2 separate regions of the Mus musculus genome follow, and region 1 is linked to region 2. The links are chromatin contacts, called in public promoter capture Hi-C maps. All regions are on one chromosome and are shown on one strand. The core of a region is the stretch at or near the end of the contact, and the rest is flanking DNA. Distances in the headings are between cores, read along the strand shown. Region 1 holds the start of Stx6 (syntaxin 6). Region 2 holds the start of Apobec4 (apolipoprotein B mRNA editing enzyme, catalytic polypeptide-like 4 (putative)).

Region 1 (7,110 bases), core at 3,564-6,063, 2.4 Mb after region 2:
CTGGACTACGCTTTGAAGGTGACTGCTTAGCTCTGCACACCTCTGGCCCTGTATTTAAACCTTGATGCAGGCATCCATGGTTATGAGCTTTGATGTGATCTCTTCTGGTCTTCATCCCTACCAGCTCTGGGGCTCTGACACCTGTGACCTACTTTTTGCATCCTCTTATCTTCATCTCTGCACACCTGTCTTACAGGACCCACGAGAGCGCTCTCTACCATCCACTCTGCTAACTTTGGAGACCCGGTCAGGGACTAGAGTTTCCTCAGGAAGCTTGCTCAGGGACTTCATAGAAAATGGCGTTGGCATTTAGCCTCCCTCAGAAACCTGAACAGAATTTTAGTGACATGGTTGGGTAAATTCTGACAAATACATGCACCCTTGGACCCCACACCCTATCAAAACACAGAGTATTTCTAGCAACCCAGAAAGTTTGGCACTGGACCCCAAAGCAACTACTCTTTGGATTTTTTTACTCTATAAGAAATCTTGGTTGTTTTCAAGCAGGTCAGCAAGAGTGGGAGTGTGGGAGGCACTGGTTATTTACTGGGCATTGTTCCTGAGCTATTGTTTCTCACCTAAGACCATGGCCCTGCTGAATGGGGGTGGGGGTGGGGCACAAAAACACAGAAAACAAAGAAATAACTTCCTCTGTTTCTCACATTTAGCTAAAACTTCCCTTTCCTTGGGTAGTGGGGGCCAAGTTCTGGTTTGAAAGAGGATGAAGGAAGGTGACATATTAAAGAAAAGGATACCCCATTCCTACATGCTCCCTGAATCTGCCACAATTGCCACTGTTGTCTCTTTCAGATCCTAATTATTAGGCTTCCTTAGGCATGTGTGCTCTATCCTCTGTTCCTAGCTCTTAGATCTTTGTGACTCAGTTAATAAATCCATTAAGCTGGAAAATGAGGGTCCATGTCAGCCCTTGAGATGGTCATGACATTTACACAGTATCCAGACCCTTGGGAGCTTACAGTCTAGTGGGAAAGACCAAAATACAAGAAGCTAAGAAATACAAACGCTACATCAGTCATCTCTGGACCTCTGGAGTCTCTTTCCTTTAAAAAAAAAATAACAATTTTTATTAGCATATATTAGGCATACTTTGTTTGATTGTGGCATCTTCATATATGCAAAGAATGTGTTTTGATCATATTCTTCTCTCTCCCACTAGCCTCTTTTGTCCCCTATTTCCATTGTCTGCCTCATTTTCCCAAAGAGTAGGAATTTCTTCCTTGGGATGCAACCAACTCACTGACAGCTCCAAATGCTGCAAGACTTCTCCCTGGCCCTCTTCTTCCTCTTTTTTTTACCAACTTCTCCTCATCAGGAAACAACAATGTCTACCTCTGTGTTCTCCAGAGCTTTTATCAAATGCACCCTCCCTCCATGCCTTCATTACAACAAGCCTGGCTTCTTATCTTTTCATCCATCTTCTGCACTGTGACTTTCTAGCCACTTCGACACCTGTCTCAAAGCCTGTGTCTTAGTTGCTTTTCTATTGCTGTGAAGAGACACCACGATCAAGGCAACCTATAAAAGGATGCCTTTAATTTGGGGCCCACAGTTCCAGAGGATAGTCCATGATCATGGTGGGGAGCAGCAGGCATCTTAACATGGTGCTGGAGTAGTAAGTGAGAACTTGCATGTTGACACAACAACCATGAAGGGGAGAGGGGAAGGGAGGGCGGGAGAGAGAGAGAGAGAGAGCGAGAGCGCACATTAATTGGGAATGGCTTGGACTTTTGAAACTTTAAAGTCCACATGCCTCCTCCAACAAGGCTATACCTCTTAATCCTTCCCAAAGAGTTGCATCAACTGGAGAACAGGCATTCAAACATATGATCATAGCTGGGCCATTCTTATTCAGTCTGGCCCAGCTATTTCTCTGAGTTCCTAGGCTTATAGGACAGAACACAGAGTATTCAACGTTCCCAACCGCCTAGCCTTGCCCACCTGCAGCCTTAGCCTGCTAAGGCAGGCTTGAGAGACAAGGAAAGTGAATGGAACATTCAAGAAGACTCTCCTTGCTCTGGGCTCTAATTTACCTTTCCTGCTGACAGAATCAAGGAATTGTAATACAAATGATAAAGAGAAATTGACTACAGAGATAAAAAAAATCTCAAGGTTGATGTGAAAAACAGTAAATGAACTAGTCTATTAATTTTAATCTTGTTAATTTAAATTTTACACGTGTGTGTGTGTGTATACTTGTGCATACATATAGCACAATGTGTATGTGGTCGTCAGAGGACATTTTGCGGGAATCAGTTCTCTCCCTTCCATTGTGTGGATTCTAGGGATTGAACTTAGACTTCAGGCTTGGTGGTAAACACCTTTACTCACTAATTCATCTCACTGACTTCCGTGAACTATTCTTACATAGGACCAGAATGTTTGTAATCCTGAATTTTTACCATATTGGCAGGCATCTCTCATCTTTAAATCTAAGATTTGATGTGTGTGTGTGTGTGCGTGCGCGCACACATGCATGAATGTAGTGAAGGCCAGAAAAGGGAGTTAGATTCTTTGGAGCTGGATTTAACTGGCGGTTGTGAGCTGTCCAACATAGGTACTGAAATCTGAACTCCTATTCTTAGTACCAGCAGTAAATGCTCTTAACCACTGAGCCATCTCTCTAGATCCTTCATCTCTAATCTAAATAATGCACGTCATAAAAGCACATTACAACTTCATTTACTACAAAAAAAGTCCTTTTAAAAGGCTAACAAATTCATACACCTACTTAACTTTTAAACCTTAATTTAGATTTTGCATAATCTTTAAACCCTGTACTTTACATCCGTAGAGAAGTTCAAACTTCTAAAAGCTGCAAAATCATTCACATAGACATCTAAGTGACTTTCCGTGGAAGAGCCCACACTCATGTCTTGAGGTTGTGCCTGCCCCTTTCCTATACAACTCACTCTCTATATACTTAGTAAATGTGCTAACTTGACTTCACCATAGTTTATCCTGAAAATTTGTGGTATAGGCAAGATTGTGGCCATGCACCAGTGGAGGTCTGTAACACCCAAAGGAATGACTGGTAGCCACAGTGTTGGGCTGTATCTCCCTGCTGCTACTGACCCCTCTACCCCAGCTCTCTTTTCTGGCCTGAGAGGCTGCCCTGCTTGTCTACATCACTGATCCTTCCTGCCTTTAGCCACTGTTTAGGAGCCTCCCAGCCCAGCCCCACACACCCACAAAATACGCTGGTATCTCAGCTCTGCTATCTAGGCTGTGCATTTCTCCAGTTACCTGTGCCCTCTCATTATCTGGAATTGAATACTCCTCTCCACAGGCCTGGGAGCTCCTTGGGGACAAGAGTATTCATCTCGGAGTCCTTAGTGCCCTGAGCAGAGTAAAGAAGCTCAGGTGTGCTGGATTTTGCCAATACTTTGTACACTGTAGGAGAAAGATGTTACTATGGTATCCATCCAGAGACAGGACAGTCAACAATTAAGAACCTGGCTTGACACGGCTTCTGGGACTAGCAGAGCTGAGGTTTGACCTTCAAGGATCAGGCTCATCTGCTCTTCCACTTACATGCCATTGTCAATGAACATTTTATCTCTGAATTTCAGTAGGTAGGTAGCCAAAGCCTGCAACTCTCCCGGCAGCTCCCCTTCCCGACACCTGCCACCCACCGCTCCTTCAGGAGTTCAGAGAAGCCTGGCGTCTTTGACTTTTGCTTCTCACTTCTCTTCTCCTCCCTTCCTCTATCATGTCCTCTTGCTGTCCTCTAAACAACAGCTTCCTTCAGGGGTCCCTGACGGCATTGGGGCCTCAGAGTTCACATAACATTCCTCCTACTCCACCCCTACACATCCTGGCTGTCCTAGAACTAGCTCATTAGACCAGACTGGCCTCAGACTCATAGAGATCCATCTGCCTCTGCCCCTTGAGTGCGGGTCTTAATGGTGTGTGCCACCACCACCTTACATCTTAAAGATGAGGAATTGAATGGGGGACTTCAGGTTCAAAGGGAATTTGTTTGATGCAAGCTCCAAGGAGACTAAAGAATTTGGCTAAGTCACGTAACCTCTCGGAGTCCAAGCTCATTCATAAAATGAAGATGATAAATAATAGGAATGTGACAGTGAGATAACTTAGAATCCTGTCCAATGCTCAGTCACTGCTCAGTGATTATCAATAATCAAAGGTCACAGTTCTCATCCAAGAAGTTACGCACAGTGTGTCTAATTGTGCCATATAAAATGCTCTGGATGTTCTGCAATCGTAGTTGAAAGGAAGTGATCCCGTCTGGCTCCTTCTTTGCTTTCAGAATGAAGTACAAATGTCCGGGATCTGTGGATCTGTGTGTCTGGGGTTGTGTGACCCTGTACAGGAAAGAATGAAGTCTCTAACAAATTAGAAACAGTAGGATCGTCCTCCAAAAGAGTATTGATTGAGGATGTTTATACAGCCTTTACACACTGCATGACCTAAGACCTTACCATAATCAGATCTTTTGAGAATCCTTTAGTGCAAGACGATGATTAGATGGGCATGTAAATCACAGGGAGTTAAAAGCAAGTATTAAAAGTAGAGAAAAGGTAAAAGGTCTATGCAAATCAGACACAGCAACAGCTTTCTTAAAATCCTCATTGCCTTCTCCAGGCAGCAGAAGACCGCCCCCACTATCCAGAGCCCCGCCTCTCGGGCCTAGTGACGCAAGCTAGGCTCCGCCCCTCTCCGGCGCAGGGCCTGGGCGATCTGGGTCACGTGAGCCTGAGTGCGGAAGTGAGGCTGCGGTACGCGTCCATGATTGGTAGTGGCGAAGGTTCTGGGGGCGGGGCCAGACGCCGGAGGTGCCGGGGGAGGAGGCTGCCGTGGGGGCCGGCTTGGAGTGGGATTCGACCCGCGGCGCTGACCGACTGCTGGACCGACGGCCGACGGGCACCCGGGTCTGCGCGCACTGCTGCTCCGGGTCGCCCCGGCCGAGGCGCTGGCCACGGTAGACCTCAGGGAGGGCTCGGGCTGCCGGGCCGGGCGCCATGTCCATGGAGGACCCCTTCTTTGTAGTGAAGGGGTGAGTGTGGGCCGAGGACTCCCGCCTCAGAGAGAGGGGAGGGAAATCGAGGCAGGGCGACACAGCCTCTGTGCTCGGACACCGCGCGTCGTTTGGGGCCGGGCCCCTGGGGTCCCACTATCGGCCCGCACCGCCACTTCCTCGGGGTCGCGCGCCGCAGGTGGGGAGCGACGCGCCGGAGCCGGCCGACAGCATCTGGGCAGGAAAAGGGAAATGGCCCTCTTGGAGTGGGCGTGCGCGGGGGCGAGCTCCATTGTGGAGTCGTGGAGCTAGCTCGGGACGGCCACCCCGCGGCTTGCCCGGTAGTGTCCAGCGGGTGCGGGAGCCGGTGCGGGAGGACGCGCGCTTTCCCGGGGGAGGAAAAGTCCTCCAGGCCGGGTGCTGATGTTGGAAGGAAAACAATATGCAATCAGCCAAACCAAACTTTCCGAGGGTTTCTTGTGAGCCACCGGGGTTTTCCCACCGTGTCGAAGGAAATGAGTGTTTCTATTGAACTCCTTGGTTTCATCCTGGGTGTTTGACAGGTTTCCCTCACTTCACGTTCTGCCTTTTTAGAAGCCTACTGCCCTCGTTTTGCGACAGAACTGTCCTGACTCCATCTTTGTTTATCTGTTGGGAGATGAAAACATCAATTGCACTTTGTTGTATCAACTTTGTAGCCATTACACAAAAGCAAGAAAGCGCAATTATGATGTCGCAACTTATTTCTAATAATGTGTCAGTTTTATGCTTTGAATGTCAGAGAAATGTCAAAAATCTGAGAACTGCGAAGTTAAGACAGAGTAAGTTCTACTGACTGCAAAGTGTTCTTTGCTTTTAACTAGTTGCTACTTGCATCTTACTTGTATAGTGGTAAAAGCTGACCAGTTGTGTGGGTGTTTGTTTTTGTATTTAAGAGTCCTGGGAAACTTAAAATGAGATACTTTACTATCCTTGGTGTGTACAGTCAATGCACAATCAAATATATTATGACTGCTTTTTTTTTTTTTTTTGGCTTTTTGAGACAGAGTTTCTCTGTGTAACTCCCTTGAACTCACTGAGATCTGCCTGCCTCTGCTTCCTGAGTGCTGGGATTAAAGGCCAGCTTGGCTAAGATTGTCTCTACGTTTCCTTAAAAGGGTTTTTCTTTTGCCTTGCTTTAATTTAGTCGGGGAATAGGAAGGTATATATTTAACAGTAAAATCTGCCTACCTGGAAATTGTGTTCTATATTATGGAATTGATTAAGATTTTAGTTGGTTTTGTTTTTAAATTTAGAGTTAGAGTTGTATACTTTTCCCTTGAATGGAAGGGTTTTCTTGGGTTTTTGTCTTATTTTGTGGAGTGGTAAGTGAATGTTGTGGCATGCATGTGGAAATCAGAGGACAACTTGCAGGAACTTCTCCTCTTTCACTGCGTGGGTCTCAGGGATCTAACTCAAGTCTCAGGCTTGGCCGCAGGCACCTTTGTCTGCTGAGCCATCTCACCAGCCCCAGAACTGAAGTTTTTGACATTCAGGTTGCAAAGGTTATCTCTGGCAGTGAGTAGATAGCAGAGGTAACCAGCGGATTTCTCTGTTCGCCTTTGAGGGAAACATGGAAAGTTCTTTATTGCTCAGCCATATTGGTATTTACCCCTGCAAGTCTACTAGCACTTACTTTACTTGCTGACTAGGTATTACTACTCTATTAGGACACTGTCCTCGGTCACTTGTTGCAGGAGAAAAGACAAGCCAGCCACATCAGTGTCTCAGGATGTGTGATAGCATATCCATGAACATCATTTTATTAACAGGATTGAGGGCCACTGAGATATCTTGGTAGATAAGGGCTCATGCAGCCAAGCCTGATGACCTGAATTTGATCCCCAGAACCCACCTGCAGGAATTTACACACACACACACATACACACACACACACACACACACACACACACACACACACACACTCTCTCTCTCTCTCTCTCTCTCTCTCTCTCTCTCTCTCCAAAGTTTCAAAAACAAGATTATTGAAAATGCATCACAGGGTAGAAAAAGTAAAGATGCCTCAAATATGACTCTGAAACAAGGTGCTTCTAGAGTAATCAGCGGAATAA
Region 2 (7,450 bases), core at 4,295-6,794:
GATTCAACACAGACTAAGCAGATAAAGCAAGCCGATTGGTCACAATAAAGATTTTGAAAATGAACACGCTAATACAAAGTGTTTATAAAATATGTGTACATAGAACAGTAAATATAGAGTTTAAGGACCAGAAAGACATCACGGTAGACTAAAACTGCTAGCCAAGCAAACCTGCAGAGGCCAGGTCAATTCTCAGCACATTACAGGTGCAATGCTCCACATCTGTAGCCCACATCCCTATTCTAAGATGAGAAGTGGAGACAGGAGACTCACACAGAGCTCGTGAGGCAGCTAGCCTGGAACACGCATGCAGTACAGAAGCAGAGATAACCCGAGACCCTGATGAAACAAGAAAAAGGAGAGAACCCACTACCATCTAACCAACTGCCCTCTGACCTCCACACACTCACCATGATGTGCATCACGTGTGTGTGTGCACGTGTGCTCACACACACCTTCCCCCCACCCCCCACCCCTGAGACAGGGTTTCTCTGTGTAGCCCTGGCCATCCTGGAACTCACTCTGTAGACCAGGCTGGCCTCGAACTCAGAGACCTGCCTCTGCCTCCCAAGTGCTGGGATTAAAGGCGTGCACCACCACTGCCCAGCCACACACACCATTTAAAACATACATATTTCTACTCCATGGGTTTGATGAGAGTCACAGTGAATCTCAATGTTAATTAACAATGCACATACTTTCAATAATCATCATGTATCATTTTTGTAATTCTATGCCTTTTTCTATTCTATTCTTCTACAAAGAGAATTATTTTCTTTGTTCTGTTGGTATTTACACAATGGAAGACATACAGAGACGTACCAATAAAACAGAATACAGAGGCCCAAAATGAACTTTGACATAGATGCTCAAATGATTTTCAGCAAGGGTACCACACCACCAGGGTGGGAGGTGCTGCTCTAGTCAACAAATGTTACTGGGAAAGCTGGACTATCCACAAGCTACAGGCTGAAACTGGAGCTCTGTCCCACACTGCACACACACACACACACACACATGCACACGCACACAATCTTAAAACGGATTAAAGATCTAGCTACTGGGACTGGAAACTAAAACGCCTGGGAGAAACCTAGGGTATAATCTTGACCACACAGGTCTTGGTGACCATTTCTCAGCTAAACAACAGAAGGACACACTACCAAGGCAAAGCCAGGGCTGGGCACACGGTTCCGAGGTGGAGTGCTCACCTCACACACCCAAGGCTGTGGGGTCAAGTCTCAGTGCCAAAAAACAGGTAAGCATTCTGCATACATTTATTAAGCACTCATTTTTTTTAATGTACAGATCAGTTGGACTGATTGTAGAAAAATGGTCTTATGTTTTATTTGCCATTTTGTTCTTTCATAAAATAATTTGTATTACATTTAAGAATGATTGTGTTTTAGATCTAGTTTAGTTGTATTTATGGTTGGAATGTTAAGTGAGTCCTGCCAGTTTGAAGCCTTCTTTGGAGCGTACTGTGCAGAGGTCACGGTGGCACCTTTCCCTACCCTTCCCTCTCCTTCAGGGAAGTCACCTTTAATCCGCAGCATTTGCTGCTTGCTGCTCCTGGACAATGAGAGAAATCCACAAGGAAGAATGCTAAAGTGTCCGCCAACCAGTCCCGGAGTTTGGACTGTGCTGCCACCCTGTGGCCATTTTATCTACAAATTCAAATGAGAAGATCCATCTTTTGCTCCTCCCACCCCTCTTTGAGATAAGGTCTTGTGTAGCCCAGGTTGGCCTAGAACTGCCTACATAAGCAATGATAATCCCAAACTCCTCCTGATCCTCTTGCCTTTGTGTTCCTATTGCTGGGGTCACAGGCCTGAACCACCATGCCCAGGATCCTGGCTTTTCTGTCTTCTCCTCCTTTCTGCCCACCCTCTCCTTTCTCTCTCTTCCATCAAACTACCTGGCAAGCTCCACAAAGCCTCCTGAGTCCTCTGCCTTTCTTCACCTCAGGCTTGCTTTTTAAATCCAAGTCCCATTTCCCTGTGACTTACTATGTAGGTTTGAGCATTGAGAGATTATACCAAACTGAAACACAAGATAGATTATGTGATTAATTAAATACGATGTGCTCTAATAAAAGTTAATAACAGGAGCCATAAAATATAAATTACTCTGTCACCCAAAAAGAGCATTACCTCCTATGCAGCCTTCATAAGCGCAGCTATCTTGGCTATATCCCAAATCAGGCTGCCGATCACTGACTAAAATATCCAACCGAGTAAAGGTCTTTTTAAATCCGAATTCTATAATCTTTATTACAACTACATACTTTGATATGGATGATGCACATAGTTCATCAGAATGATTATGAGGGAGCTGGAAAGATGGCTCAGCAGTTAAGAGTACTGACTGCTCTTCCAGAGGTCCTGAGTTCAATTCCCAGCAACCACATGGTGGCTCACAACCATCTGTACTGAGATCTGATGCCCTCTTCTGATGTGTCCAAAGACAGAGACAGTGCACTCATTATAAGTAAAATAAATCTTTAAAAACACAACAGAAAGATTATGAAACTGGGAGGCGGACTGAGACAGCAGCTTCTCCCTCCTGCTAAGCATCCACCAGCAATGTTCTGCTTCAGAACTATGGGCAGAACTTTCTTTTGCTGCTGGTGGTGGTGGTGTTTGTTTCCTTTGGACAAACAAAGTTCAGGGTTATCCTTAGAATCCATGTAAAAGCCAGATGCAGCAGCACAAGCATCCATATTCAGCATGTCCTCCGAGACATCGGAGGCAGAGGCAGGGCAAGCATCCGTATTCAACATGTCCTCCGAGACATCGGAGGCAGAGGCAGGGGAATCACAGAAAGCTCCAAGGCCAGCAAACCCAGAGATGGTGGCAGTAAACACTGAAGCCCTTTCTCAAGCAAGGCAGGCCACACACAAGGCTGTCCTCTGAAGATGCAAGGGCACCTGACTACTCACTAAAGTCTGGGAAGCAAAAGGAAAGGAGTGTAGTGAGGAGACTGGCAAGGTACAGAGTCCGGTCCGACGAGATAAAAGGACAACCTCTAACATTCCACAGTTAATTGTGTGCTGCAAAAGTATGTGAAGACTTCAAATGTTTCCAACAGAAAGAAATAATAAATATTTGAAGTGACAGTGTGATGGTTTATATATGTTTGGCCCAGGGAGTGGCACTATTAGGAGATGTAGCCTTGTTGGAATATGTGTGTCACTGTGGGCATGGGCTTTGATACCCTAGTCCTAGCTGCCTGGAAGTCAGTATTCTGATAGCAGCCTTCAGACGAAGATGTAGAACTCTCAGCTCCTCCTGCGCCATGCCTGCCTGGATGCTGCCATACTTCCACCTTGATGATAATGGACTGAACCTCTGAACCTCTAAGCCAGCCCCAATTAAATGTTGTCCTTATATAAGAGTTGCCTTGGTCATGGTGGCTGTTCACAGCAGTAAAACCCTAACTAAGATGGTTATACCAATTAGCCTAATCATTACACATAAGTATCTTCCATTGTTATGTGATAATTAGAAATTTAATATATATTTTAAATATCAGTGAGCTTCCTAAAACCACCCAAGTACACAAGTGGATGTATTACATGGTGCATGTTTGCTGCTGCTTCTGGCTTAACATTCTTTTTTTTTTTTTTTTTTTTTTAGTTTTTCGAGACAGGGTTTCTCTGTGTAGCCCTGGCTGTCCTGGAACTCACTCTGTAGACCAGGCTGGCCTCGAACTCAGAAATCCTCCTACCTCTGCCTCCCAAGTGCTGGGATTAAAGGTATGCGCCACCACTGCCCAGCCTGGTTTAACATTCTTTAGGACATGATTTAGTGAGTATCTAACCCACCACTGAAGTTGCATGCTACACACAGGATGACCAACAAGTCTGTGGGGCTTGTTTCCTCCTTTTCCTGCTTGACTAGACCTATGGCATGCCAAGTCCTTTTTTTATTATATAATATCTCAAAAGCTTATAAAACTACCACATTTTTTAGATTTACTTAAAAAAAAAATAGATAAGATCTTACTAGCCCTGGCTAGCCTAGAACTCAATACAAAGCTCGCCTCAAACTCACAGACATCTGCCAGACTTTATTCCGTTCCCCAACTGCTAGGAATAAAGGCATATACCACCACACACAACTTTTTATATATTACTGTATGGTGGAGTATCACTGTTAGAACTAAGCAGGAGATGAAGTATGAGAATCAACTTTCAGTCATGAGTAAATTCCGTGAGGAGATGTTCCAGACGTAACAGCAAAACCAAGAAGGGCGTGATTCAGGCAAAAGGTAGGTAGGGAAGGATGAGATCCAACAGCGAATGTGCCACAGAAAAGCAACTGAACACCATTAGCTGAGAACGGACTAGTGCACTAGAGACCCTGGGAAACACAGAGCCCAAGAGAACACAGCCAGCCTCCAGGGAGCCCCGTGGCTGGGAGAGGACAGCTGACAACGGCCACCAGAGTCTGACAACGGAAGCACAACAACGGAAGTAACACCAAAACCAGCAAACAGGAGGTGCCTCTGGGAGCCCATTCTCCCTGAGGAATCAGAGCTTATGCTTAAAAGCTGTTCCTAGTAACTAATAGACTACACAGCGAGTCCGCACTTACTCATTCAAGTAGCCTGAGGAAGAACAAGGGATCACAACGAGCAGTGTCCTGAGTCTGAGAAATGGGGAGCAGGAAGACGAGGCCAGTGAGAGAGTGAGAAAGGATGAAGAGAGAAAGGCCGGGCTGCACCAAAAGCAATGCTTGTCTCACGTGAACAGAGCCACGCATACAGGTAGCATGGGTTCCCCAGGGAACTTCTGAGAGGAAGGAAAGAGCTGTCACTTCCCATGATTTGTGTTTAGACAAAGTCAAACACTCCCTCTGGGGCTGGGAAGATGGCTCAGCAGTCACAAGCACTTTTGCTCTTGCACAGGACCTGAGTCCAGTTCCCACCACCCAGGTGGTGGCTCGACACCGTTTGTAACTCCAGCTTCAGGAGCTCACACATACTCTTCTAGTTTCCTCAGGTACTGCATTCATATATAAATAAGCAGGGCAAAACTCTCATATAAAATAAATCTTTTCTTTAAATGTTACCAAAAATAGATAGGTAGATAGATAGATAGATAGATAGATAGATAGATAGATAGATAGAAGTCCCTTTGTGGACTTAGGGTCTGTTGGTCCAAACTTGCTCTCCTTCATCTCTAGCTGAAGCCACTTTAGCTCAGGGAACAGAAAAGCAGATCTCCCTGGCTACTGCACAGACAAGAGAGTCCCAAACCTTATCCACACACTAAGCCTGGATTCTAGTCTACATGTGAAAGAGATGCTGAGAAGAGGACCTGAGGTTTTATTCTTACAGTCACAAGGGGAAAAAACTCAACGCATGTACTTAACCAGATATCACCCTTTTATCCAGGCTGGAATAAGTATGCAGACATGTATATTTTCATCTTTGGAACAGGTGGTTTGATATGCAAATAAAGTAATAAGTGTCAGAGCCGTATCCTAGCAGTAGCTACTTTCCAAACGTTGCCATGGCACCAATTCAACAGTGTTCTTAGAGGCAGCCACACCTCAGCAAGAACTAACCTGGACCAGAAAAAATTAAAAGAACTAATAGAAACAGAAAAGGATTCCTGCTGTGGTATCCGAGACGAGTCTTGATGGCACAGGTGCCCTCTGAATCTACGTGAAGCAAGGCATGGGACTTTAAGAAGACAAAGAACCAGTGCCTCTAACACCTGCAGTGTGAGCCAAGCCTGGAGACAAAGATGGTAATTATAAACCGCTAACAGTTGTTTTTAGCTCTGAGCAGATTGCACACGGATTGGGAAGGGCAAACTCCACTCTCCAACTACTCCAGTGCGAACTGTGCCTTAGCAGCACTCCTAGCTGAAGCAGGAGCAGTCTGTCCTCATTGTGTGTGCGTTTGTGTTAAACGGAGGAAGCGTGTCCTCCCTCGGCCAGTCCAGGGCCACTCACCACTGTCAATGAAAGAAAGTCCTTCAGCAAGTTGGGCTCCCCACATCTCTCATGCTTACTACCAACAAATCTGCTTGCTCTTCAGAGGGCAACATATATGTACCAAACACAGGCAAAAACGATGGGGGCAGGGGAGGGGGCAGTAGTAACACAAGTAGCCCGGGACACAAGCCAGAACCCACTTGACTTGTGAGCCAGTGCAGGCTGCTGAGGTAGCCCTGAGACACCTGGATAGGTGACTGACAATAGAAATAATCGACTTAAGACTAAGCAATAACAAATTCATACAATAAACCCTGAGTTCTATAAAAGCTTAAAGGGAGTGGCGCTCTCTCCCTCAGAGCATGCTGGCGAAAGGACAGCCCAGGAAGACTAGAAAAAGAGAAAGCTCCAGTAGAGAACCTCAGATAGTTGTCACAGAAAAGACATTAAGAAAAATGGGACTCCAGGGCACCCTCATTTATACCAAGGCCATTGGTCATAAAGATCACCTTTCAGACAGTAATGTGCCGTGTCTGCCTAAGGCTGAAACACAGGCAGGAGTGGGGTAGAAATAAGGATATTTTGGGGAGAGTAATCAGGAGTTTCATGTTGCTGCCTTTATTGTAAAAGACTAAGGACCTCATGATTTCCTCATGGCAGTTTCAGGTCACATATTCTTAGTTCCACACATCAGCTTAAAAAATAATAACAAAGGCAGAAAAGGCCCTCAGGGTACTTTCCCTATCTTCTGTGGAACAAAACACTGATACATAAAGGAGAAAACCTCACCTGTACCAGTTGGTCTTCCGATTGCTGGGGGGCATCACTGTTCCTTCTGTCTGTTCCAAGTGCATGTGTCGAGCGTGTGTGCCCTGTTCATACTGTGTGAGCACGTGGTGGAGTGTGTCTGCATCTGTGCGTACAGGAACGTGGAGGCCCGAGGCTGACCTCTACTGTCTTTCTCCACTGCTCTCCACCTTTGTTTTCTGAGACAGGCTCTATCACAGAACCCGGAGCCTGCCATTTTGGCTAGTCTGGCACGACATCTTGCCCAGGATTCTCTTGTCTCCCTTGAGCTCCAGGATTACAAATAGGCTGCCCTGCTTTTATGTTGGTTCTGGAGAGCCAACCCACACACACACACACACACACACACACACACACACACACACCCTGTGCCATCTCTCTGGGCCCCTGCTAGTCTTTCTGGCGCGTTTGTTACACACACAACATCATCTTACAAGCCTTCCTTTTTTTCACTTGTATTGTGGCACAGCATTTTTCTCTGGTAAACTGGGACTATAACTGGGAGTCGAGAGCTTGGTGTCGCTCAGCAGTGAGCCACACAAAAGGCACAATACTTAAGGGTACAAAATTAGGCTTAGGCGTAACAAGCTTTGATAGCAGACTGATGAGTTTGGCCGAGGAGGTTCAGGGAGGACTTACAAGCAAGATTTTCAGCAAATAGTCTTATGTTCCAAGACATTTGTCCTTTGCCAAGG

Evidence for each region. Promoter capture Hi-C pulls out the DNA fragments that hold promoters and counts their contacts.
Region 1: a contact with region 2 is called in a promoter capture Hi-C map of pre-B cells, with 4 times the contacts expected there. The contact joins the promoter of Stx6 here to the promoter of Apobec4 in region 2.

The regions. Positions count from the first base shown.
Region 1 is chr1:155,153,890-155,160,999 of GRCm38.p6, forward strand. Stx6 (syntaxin 6) reads left to right here and starts at 4,814. Exons shown (of 8, transcript NM_021433.3): 1 at 4,814-5,038. The coding sequence starts at 5,004.
Region 2 is chr1:152,745,007-152,752,456 of GRCm38.p6, forward strand. Apobec4 (apolipoprotein B mRNA editing enzyme, catalytic polypeptide-like 4 (putative)) reads left to right here and starts at 5,545. Exons shown (of 2, transcript NM_001081197.1): 1 at 5,545-5,758. It also overlaps a transcript of Rgl1 not described here.